Regions from separate parts of the Ovis aries genome. Here region 1 is linked to region 2. A link is a contact called in public Hi-C data. All regions are on one chromosome and are shown on one strand. Each heading gives the region's core, a stretch centred on a gene start, on an enhancer-like site or on the middle of the called end of the contact. The rest is flanking DNA. Distances are from core to core; before and after follow the strand shown. Region 1 holds the start of GDF11 (growth differentiation factor 11). Region 2 holds the start of PA2G4 (proliferation-associated 2G4).

The links. Hi-C and Micro-C count contacts between places; a contact is called where the count stands out from the background.
Region 1: a Hi-C map of muscle shows a contact between it and region 2, with 5 times the contacts expected there. The contact joins the promoter of GDF11 here to the promoter of PA2G4 in region 2. A contact is called at or near these places in 2 of 16 Hi-C or Micro-C datasets (muscle and skin fibroblasts).

What each region holds. Positions count from the first base shown.
Region 1 is chr3:163,716,060-163,719,513 of ARS-UI_Ramb_v3.0, reverse strand. It overlaps GDF11 (growth differentiation factor 11), which reads left to right and starts at 1,315. Exons shown (of 3, transcript XM_012176070.5): 1 at 1,315-1,762. The coding sequence starts at 1,318.
Region 2 is chr3:163,431,207-163,434,698 of ARS-UI_Ramb_v3.0, reverse strand. PA2G4 (proliferation-associated 2G4) reads left to right here and starts at 1,272. Exons shown (of 15, transcript XM_060412992.1): 1 at 1,272-1,550; 2 at 3,340-3,468. The coding sequence starts at 1,463. It overlaps ERBB3 (erb-b2 receptor tyrosine kinase 3), which reads left to right. Exons shown (of 28, transcript XM_027967607.2): 28 at 1-323.

The DNA of each region.
Region 1 (3,454 bases), core at 66-2,565, 280 kb before region 2:
CCTACAACTACAAGCCCCTTCTCAGACTTCTGAACCCTGCCAGATCCAAAACTACACCTGGGAATCCAGAGATCCCGATTGCTCTGCAAGCACAGTGGTCTCTGGCGCTGCTTCCTCTCACTCCTCCAGCAGTGGTCCCCAGTCCCTGCCTTTTCCAGCCTACTGACTCCTTTATCAGTGAATCAAGCCTCAATTTCACATTCACATTCTTCCTGGCTCCAAGTCTTCCTCTGGTCTCAGGACTTCCCACCAGCTCTCCACCTTCTCAGGTTGGCCCTAGTCTCTTTTTCTCCTAGCCTCCCTTGCTAACCTCCATGTCCAGTTCTCCCATCTCTTGATCCCCCTGAGGAGACCAGCCTGAAGCTTCTCTCCAGGCCCCTTTCTGATCCTGGGGTCCTTCTCATAGCTGGGGCTCCTCTGGGCTCAAATTCTCCACTGCCTCCCCCTGAACTCTCAGTGCTCCCACCAAAGCTGACTCTCACTGCTGGGCTGTCTTCCCATCTCCGTTTTCCTCTGATTCTCCGCGTCTGCTTCCTCTGTGGGGCTCCCTTGGTATCTCCCAGTCTCTGCCCGTGCCGCCTTCCTCCTCCAGATTTCATTCCCTCTCTCATTCCCGGGCTTCTGGTCCTGCTCCCATGTCTGTGCACCCCTCAATTCCTGTGGTCTGGCCATACCCCCTCTCCTCCCTGGTGGCTCTCTGCCCTGTCTTCTCTAAGTCCCCCACTCGTTATGCCTGTCACTTTCCTTCTCTGTCTCTCTAGTTAAGTCTCTCCTCCCAGTGTCTTCCCCCTCCCCAGACCCTCTTACCCCTGCCTTTGTCTCTCTCATCTCTTCCTCCTGCTCTATCTTTGTGCCCTTGATCGGTGTCCACTTCCCCCCTTTATCTCTCAGGATCCCCTTGGTCGCTCTGACTCTGACTTTCTCTCCCTTCCTCTCCCTCACCCTAGGATCTCTGTCTGCCTCTCTCTGAGTCCTCGCTCCCTCCCTCTCTTTTCCTCGGCTCTCTCCGGCTCCCTCTCTCGCCTCGGATGACAGCGCTGCCTCTTTTGTTGGCTCCGCAGCCAATCGCGGCCGCTGACGACACGGGGGCCGGGGCTATAAAGGGCCTGGCCCGGGCTCGGGCCCCCCCAGCCGCCCGCCCCGGCCGCCCGCCCGCCCCGCCCGCGCGCCCGCCGCCCCCGGCCCCCCCGGCTCCCCCTCGGCCGGGCAGCCCCCAATCCCCACGCCGCCCGGACCCCCTCCTCCCCCTCCCTCCGCCCCCTCCCCGCGGGACTCCGGCGTCCCCGCCCCCCAGTCCTCCCTCCCCTCCCCTCCAGCATGGTGCTCGCGGCCCCGCTGCTGCTGGGCTTCCTGCTCCTCGCCCTGGAGCTGCGGCCCCGGGGGGAGGCGGCCGAGGGCCCCGCGGCGGCGGCGGCGGCGGCGGCGGCGGCGGCGGCGGCGGGGGCCGGGGGGGAGCGCTCGAGCCGGCCGGCCCCGTCCGTGGCTCCCGAGCCCGACGGCTGCCCCGTGTGCGTGTGGCGGCAGCACAGCCGCGAGCTGCGCCTGGAGAGCATCAAGTCGCAGATCTTGAGCAAACTGCGGCTCAAGGAGGCGCCCAACATCAGCCGCGAGGTGGTGAAGCAGCTGCTGCCCAAGGCGCCGCCGCTGCAGCAGATCCTGGACCTGCACGACTTCCAGGGCGACGCGCTGCAGCCCGAGGACTTCCTGGAGGAGGACGAGTACCACGCCACCACCGAGACTGTCATTAGCATGGCCCAGGAGAGTAAGTGGGCGGCGGGGTAGGAGCGGTGGGGTGCTGGTTCCCGCTCCGGCTCCGAGAAAGTGAGCGCCTCCGGCTCCGAAGCGGGGCGCTCCGGGTCACTCCGGCCGGAAACCCTTTTCTGCGAAAACTTGATGGATGGGGGGGCGGGGGCTGCTCCACAAGTTTTCCGAGCTGTGGAGATGGGCTGCGGAATTGTGTGCCCGCCCCGCTGCCGGAGGTGAGGGGGCAAACGGAAAGGGTTGCGAGATACCGCCTCGCACCCGTGTTGTGGGGATTCTGTAGCGGAGGGGAGGGGGCGGCAACTCATCCTGAAGGGTCCTGGTGGAGAGGCTGGAGAACAGAATCGGCAGGCTCCGGGACTCGCGCAGTCCCAGCCAGGCTGCCGTGCTCTCCGCCTCTCAATGGACCTGGCACCGACTCACCGCCCCGTACACCTTGGGCTTTGCAACGCGCCCCTCGGGCTGCCGAAAACCTAGGGCTCCTTTCCGCCTCCCAGGAATGAGATCCCGAGCCCTGTATCTCAGCCAGGGCCCAGCAGGCACCCAGCCGGCACCCATTCCACCGGGAGCCCTTCTGACACCGGCTCTCCCCAGGGGCCGAGAAAGCCGTGCCTTCTTGGTACTAACAGAGCTCAGAGAACTCAACTCCATGGCGCTGGGGCTAAGGGCACCCATTTGGCAACTCAGACCTTAATGTTGTATCTTATATTCACCCGCCTCTAGCCGCAACCAGGCTTGAGGAGCGAGAGAAAGACTGAGGGAGGAAAAAAAATTTGGTAGGAGGGAGGGGAACCCAGGCATCCTAGTCCCTGGCCAAACGTAAGATGAACATGTTAATAGACTTGAGCTGCTTTGAAATTTTATGGCCTGGAAAATCCAGGCCAACACTGCCCCCCCAACCCCACCCCCTGCAACCCCCCCAGCTCTCCCTAAGGTCAAATGATGCCCTTTCCCCCTCCTCGCACTGAGGTGTTCCCCCCACCCACCCCACCCCCAGCAACTGCTGGGAACCAGATCCCCTCATTCCCTTGTGGTTTGGCAAAGTCGCCCCCCTCCCCACCAACTGGTTTTATGGCTCTGAACAGAAGAGGGGGAGACTGGTTTATTGGCAAATGGGTCATAAAAAGCTGAGGGCTGAGGGGAGTCCTAGCAGCCCACCCCCAAGGGAGAGGCACAGGAACCCAGGTGTGCCTCTGGGAGGCTGAGTGCCCAACACTGCCACCAGTTTTTCTGTGACCCTAAGGCCACAGTACTTGGTTAGGGCTGTAAAGAAAAGCACACTCAAGGGACTAGGAAACTATCCTGGGGTGGGGGTGGGAAGGTCTAGGATCTGGTCTTGAGTTCCTCAGTCTCCCTTCTGTTCTTAAGGTTCTGCTTTTATACAAGCAATGGTCAGACTGACTGAGAGCAGAGATGGGGGTTAGAAATCAAGTTAGAAACAAGAGTGGTTGAGGAATTCTGAAGAAGAGTTTGCTGGAAGAAGATGAAGGGTATGGAGGAAAGAGATACTTTGGTCTATGCGGTGCGGGTGTGTGAGGATTTCGAGTGTGAGGGATGGAGCTGTGGACTTCCCCTTGCTCATTCTATCCCTAGCATCTCTTAACCAATAGGCCAGAGCCCAGAGATCGCTCTGGTCGTTGGGATGCAGGAAGTGAACAGATGCTGCACACACAGTTTGGGAAATGCAGGTTAG
Region 2 (3,492 bases), core at 23-2,522:
TGTAGCCTCCTCCTTCACCCTGACCTCTTATCCTAGAAGTGGAAGGGGGTGGTCAGAAGGAAAAATAACTGGACATCTCTGTGTAAACCGTAGCCTACATGTGCTGTATATGAGCTCCACCCAAGGGACAGATTCACGGGGGTCCCAAGAGCCACTTTCAGGAGCTATTCTCATCCAGTCGTGGGAAGCTTCCAGTAGGGATAGAAAGAGGACCCAGCTTCAGACCTCTGTCCCTTTGGATGGGAAACTGGGGTATCTGTTTTTATCCCTGAAATTTTTTGTTTTGTTTTTATACGTCTGAATAAAAATGCCAAAGTTTTGCAGCTTTCTGTCTGTCAAATGAAAACCTGTCAAAGTGTATGAGATAGAACACTCTTTTTCCCTGTCTCTCAGCAGTGGATGCTTCTGTCTCTTGACAATCCTACTGGGCCCCATGTCGCTTTCTCCATCCCTACTTTTCCTTATTCCCTTAAGACGAGCATAGAGCACAGTCCTTTTCATTTTAGGGTTTTACTATTAAATCTCTATAGGGCAACCAACTGGGAATAACAAAACAACGCGTTCAGGGACGTTAGAAAAAGTCCTAAGAGGTAGAATACTGAAATTCATGTTTTAAAACTCATTCTCTTAAAAAAAAAGTCTCCGTGAACACTTCCCCCAGATGGCCATCAAAGCTTGTTAGAACAACAGTGCCATCTTCAGTGGGAGTCCGGTCTTTAGATCGGGATAATCGCTCAGAAATCTGGCTGCCCAAGCAGCCCCTGCTTCCCGGACTCCCTCCCGATCTTTTTCCATACCTGCTCTGCCCCTCCCGGTTCTCCCAGCACCTGAGGACAAGAGGACTGGCCCGGCCGGTCTTGCCGGCCGCTCCAGGGACTCAGGGAAGGGCGTATCCCACCTCCCCACCCTTATTACGATCCTCCCGACTCGCCTCGGCTCCACCCCGCCCCTCAGCCTCCAAACCTATTTCGCTGCCGTAGCTCCGCCCCTCCCCCTTACCCCGCCCCTCTCTATTACGGGTTATCTCTCGTCGTTCCTGGTGTATATGGTTTTTCAGGGAGAAACCACGCTTCTCCTCGTGCTTTCCAACGGCTCCGCCTTCCCGCCGGAGCCTGACCCTTCCCAGCGTGCTCGGCGATTCCAGCGTGCGAGGCTCTCGGAGGGCAAGGCCCCAGGGCCTGGCTTAGGGGCGCGAAAAGCATGCTGGGGATTGTAGTTCAGTAGTCCACGAGGGCGGCTAGGGGTTGGCAGTAGGAGGGACTCATTGTCCCAGCGTGCCCTGCGCCTCAGCCCGCGCGTTCGCAGTTTCTCGCTCTCGCCTGCCCTCCCGCTCCCTAGCTTGCTCGCGCTTTTGCTCGCGGTCTGTTCTCGGATCGAAGGGGTTTCTGACCACAGCTTGTGGCTGAGAAGGGCGACAGAGGCGGCGGCTCAAGAGAAACGAGGCTGCGGTGGTGGTGGGAAGATGTCGGGCGAGGACGAGCAACAGGAGCAAACTATCGCCGAGGACCTGGTCGTGACCAAGTATAAGATGGGGGGCGACATTGCTAACCGTGAGTGCGGCCTCAGGGGTCCGAATATTGAGGCTGGGAGGGAGAATCAAGGGAGACGGTGATGGGTTGGCTCCTGAGAGCTGGAGTGGTGGGGTCACGCAGTGTGGGTTAGTGAGGGCCCAGTTCAGGTCTGCTGGAGGTGGCGTGGTGGGCAGGCTCCGTGTCGCGCCTGGGACCCGAGAGGCTGGGCCTGGGCTGGAGTCTCTGGAGATTCTGGCGGACGGTCGGCAGGGCGGCTGGGAGAAGAGCAGAGCTGGGCCCCTGGCCAGCCCCGACCCTAGGCCGTTGGTAAGGAGGCGAGGTGTACCTCCTGTTCCTCACCCTTCAGTTCAGATTTCTGCCTCTGATATTGGTGGCAGCGAGACCACCTCGAAAATGAAGCGCTTCTATTTTGTCGCGGCTCCCCGCCGTCAGGAGCCTGGCCCGCACGTGTTGCCAGGTCCCCTGCGGCTCGCCGGCTACCTTCCTCCGCTGTGTCCCTGACACCAGCTTGCCTACCACGTGCTTTGCTGTAGTCCTTCGTTCTTTACTTCAACTCCTTCCCTGGTGGAGGCCGCCTTCTACTCTAGGGCCAACTCAGGGACTATTAGAGAGCACCCCATAACTCTTGTTTGACTGTTCTTGAAGTTGTTCATTGTACCTCCAATCTGCGGGGTTGGCTTTAGTTAGTCGTCTAATTTGATCTTAGGTGTTTCACAACTGTGGGAGTGTTTTGAGGTCCTTCTCACCCCAGCCAGTCAAACCTATGAATAGTGCTGTTAAAGGGGGTCTGAAGTTAGAATCTCGTAAGTCATCCTTAATAAGATTGTGCTCTTGACTTTCTCAGCAGCTGCCTGCCACTCTCTACAGATGTCTCGCTTTCTATTTTCTCTCTTTACAATTTAAAACCCAGTTAGAGGACACAAAATGTTTGTCTTTGGGCTTTTAAATGGTTCTGACAGTAAAGACAGGCATTTAGGATGCTTTTGATCCTGTGACTGAAAATCTGAGTTTTTCATACTTTCAAAAAATCACCAAAACTTGGATCACAAAAATAAAATCTGAAGTCCAGGATGGACCATGGAGAGGGTATGGGTGAACAGAATAAATGCTTTGTAACACAATGGATATGTAGTGGTTTAAATCAGGAAAAAAAATTTTCCCTCTTGCAGTTTATAACTTCTGAGGCACCTGTGATTCCCAGTACCAGTTTGAAACTCTTTTGGGTCACATACTTCTTTGAGCCCAGGGACCAAGGTTAAGTCTTCTTGACTTGTTATTTGAAGAAATAAGTCTACATAAATTGAGATTACTAACACCTCCTAATTGGGGTGTCTGGGAAAGGAAGAAAGTAGCATTTAACAATGCATCAGCTTAGAGTCAGCAATTGTATGTCTACCTTCTTGTCCCTGGTGCCTATAAATTTCCTCCAGTCTCCTTTGCATGTGTTGGATATCTTGGTGAGAATGCCCTTGAAGTTCATAAATCTCCTACCATACCACAAGTATCATCTTTGGAAAGTCTCCCTTGCCTTAGGAGACAGGTGATGCATACCTAGCTGTCACACTATATAAAGGAGGGAAGGGAGTGTTGGCTTTTTTAAGTTAAGGAGAGGAAGGTAGAGATTTATAGAGATGACAGGTACATTCTAGGAGGCAAAACATATTCCTCTTTTTTTTATCCTTAGAGCAGTGGTACTAGGGAATATTTCTAAGTTGGACTCAGAAACTCTAAGTCCGACTTCTAGGTGTTTCTTGGACATTAACTTAGACAACACATTCAGGACTGATATATGGGATTCTGTTCCCAGGGGTACTTCGGTCTTTGGTGGAAGCATCCTGTTCAGGTGTGTCGGTACTGAGCCTGTGTGAGAAAGGGGATGCCATGATAATGGAAGAAACAGGGAAGATTTTCAAAAAAGAAAAAGAAATGAAGAAAGGTAAAAAAACAATCCCCTCCTAAT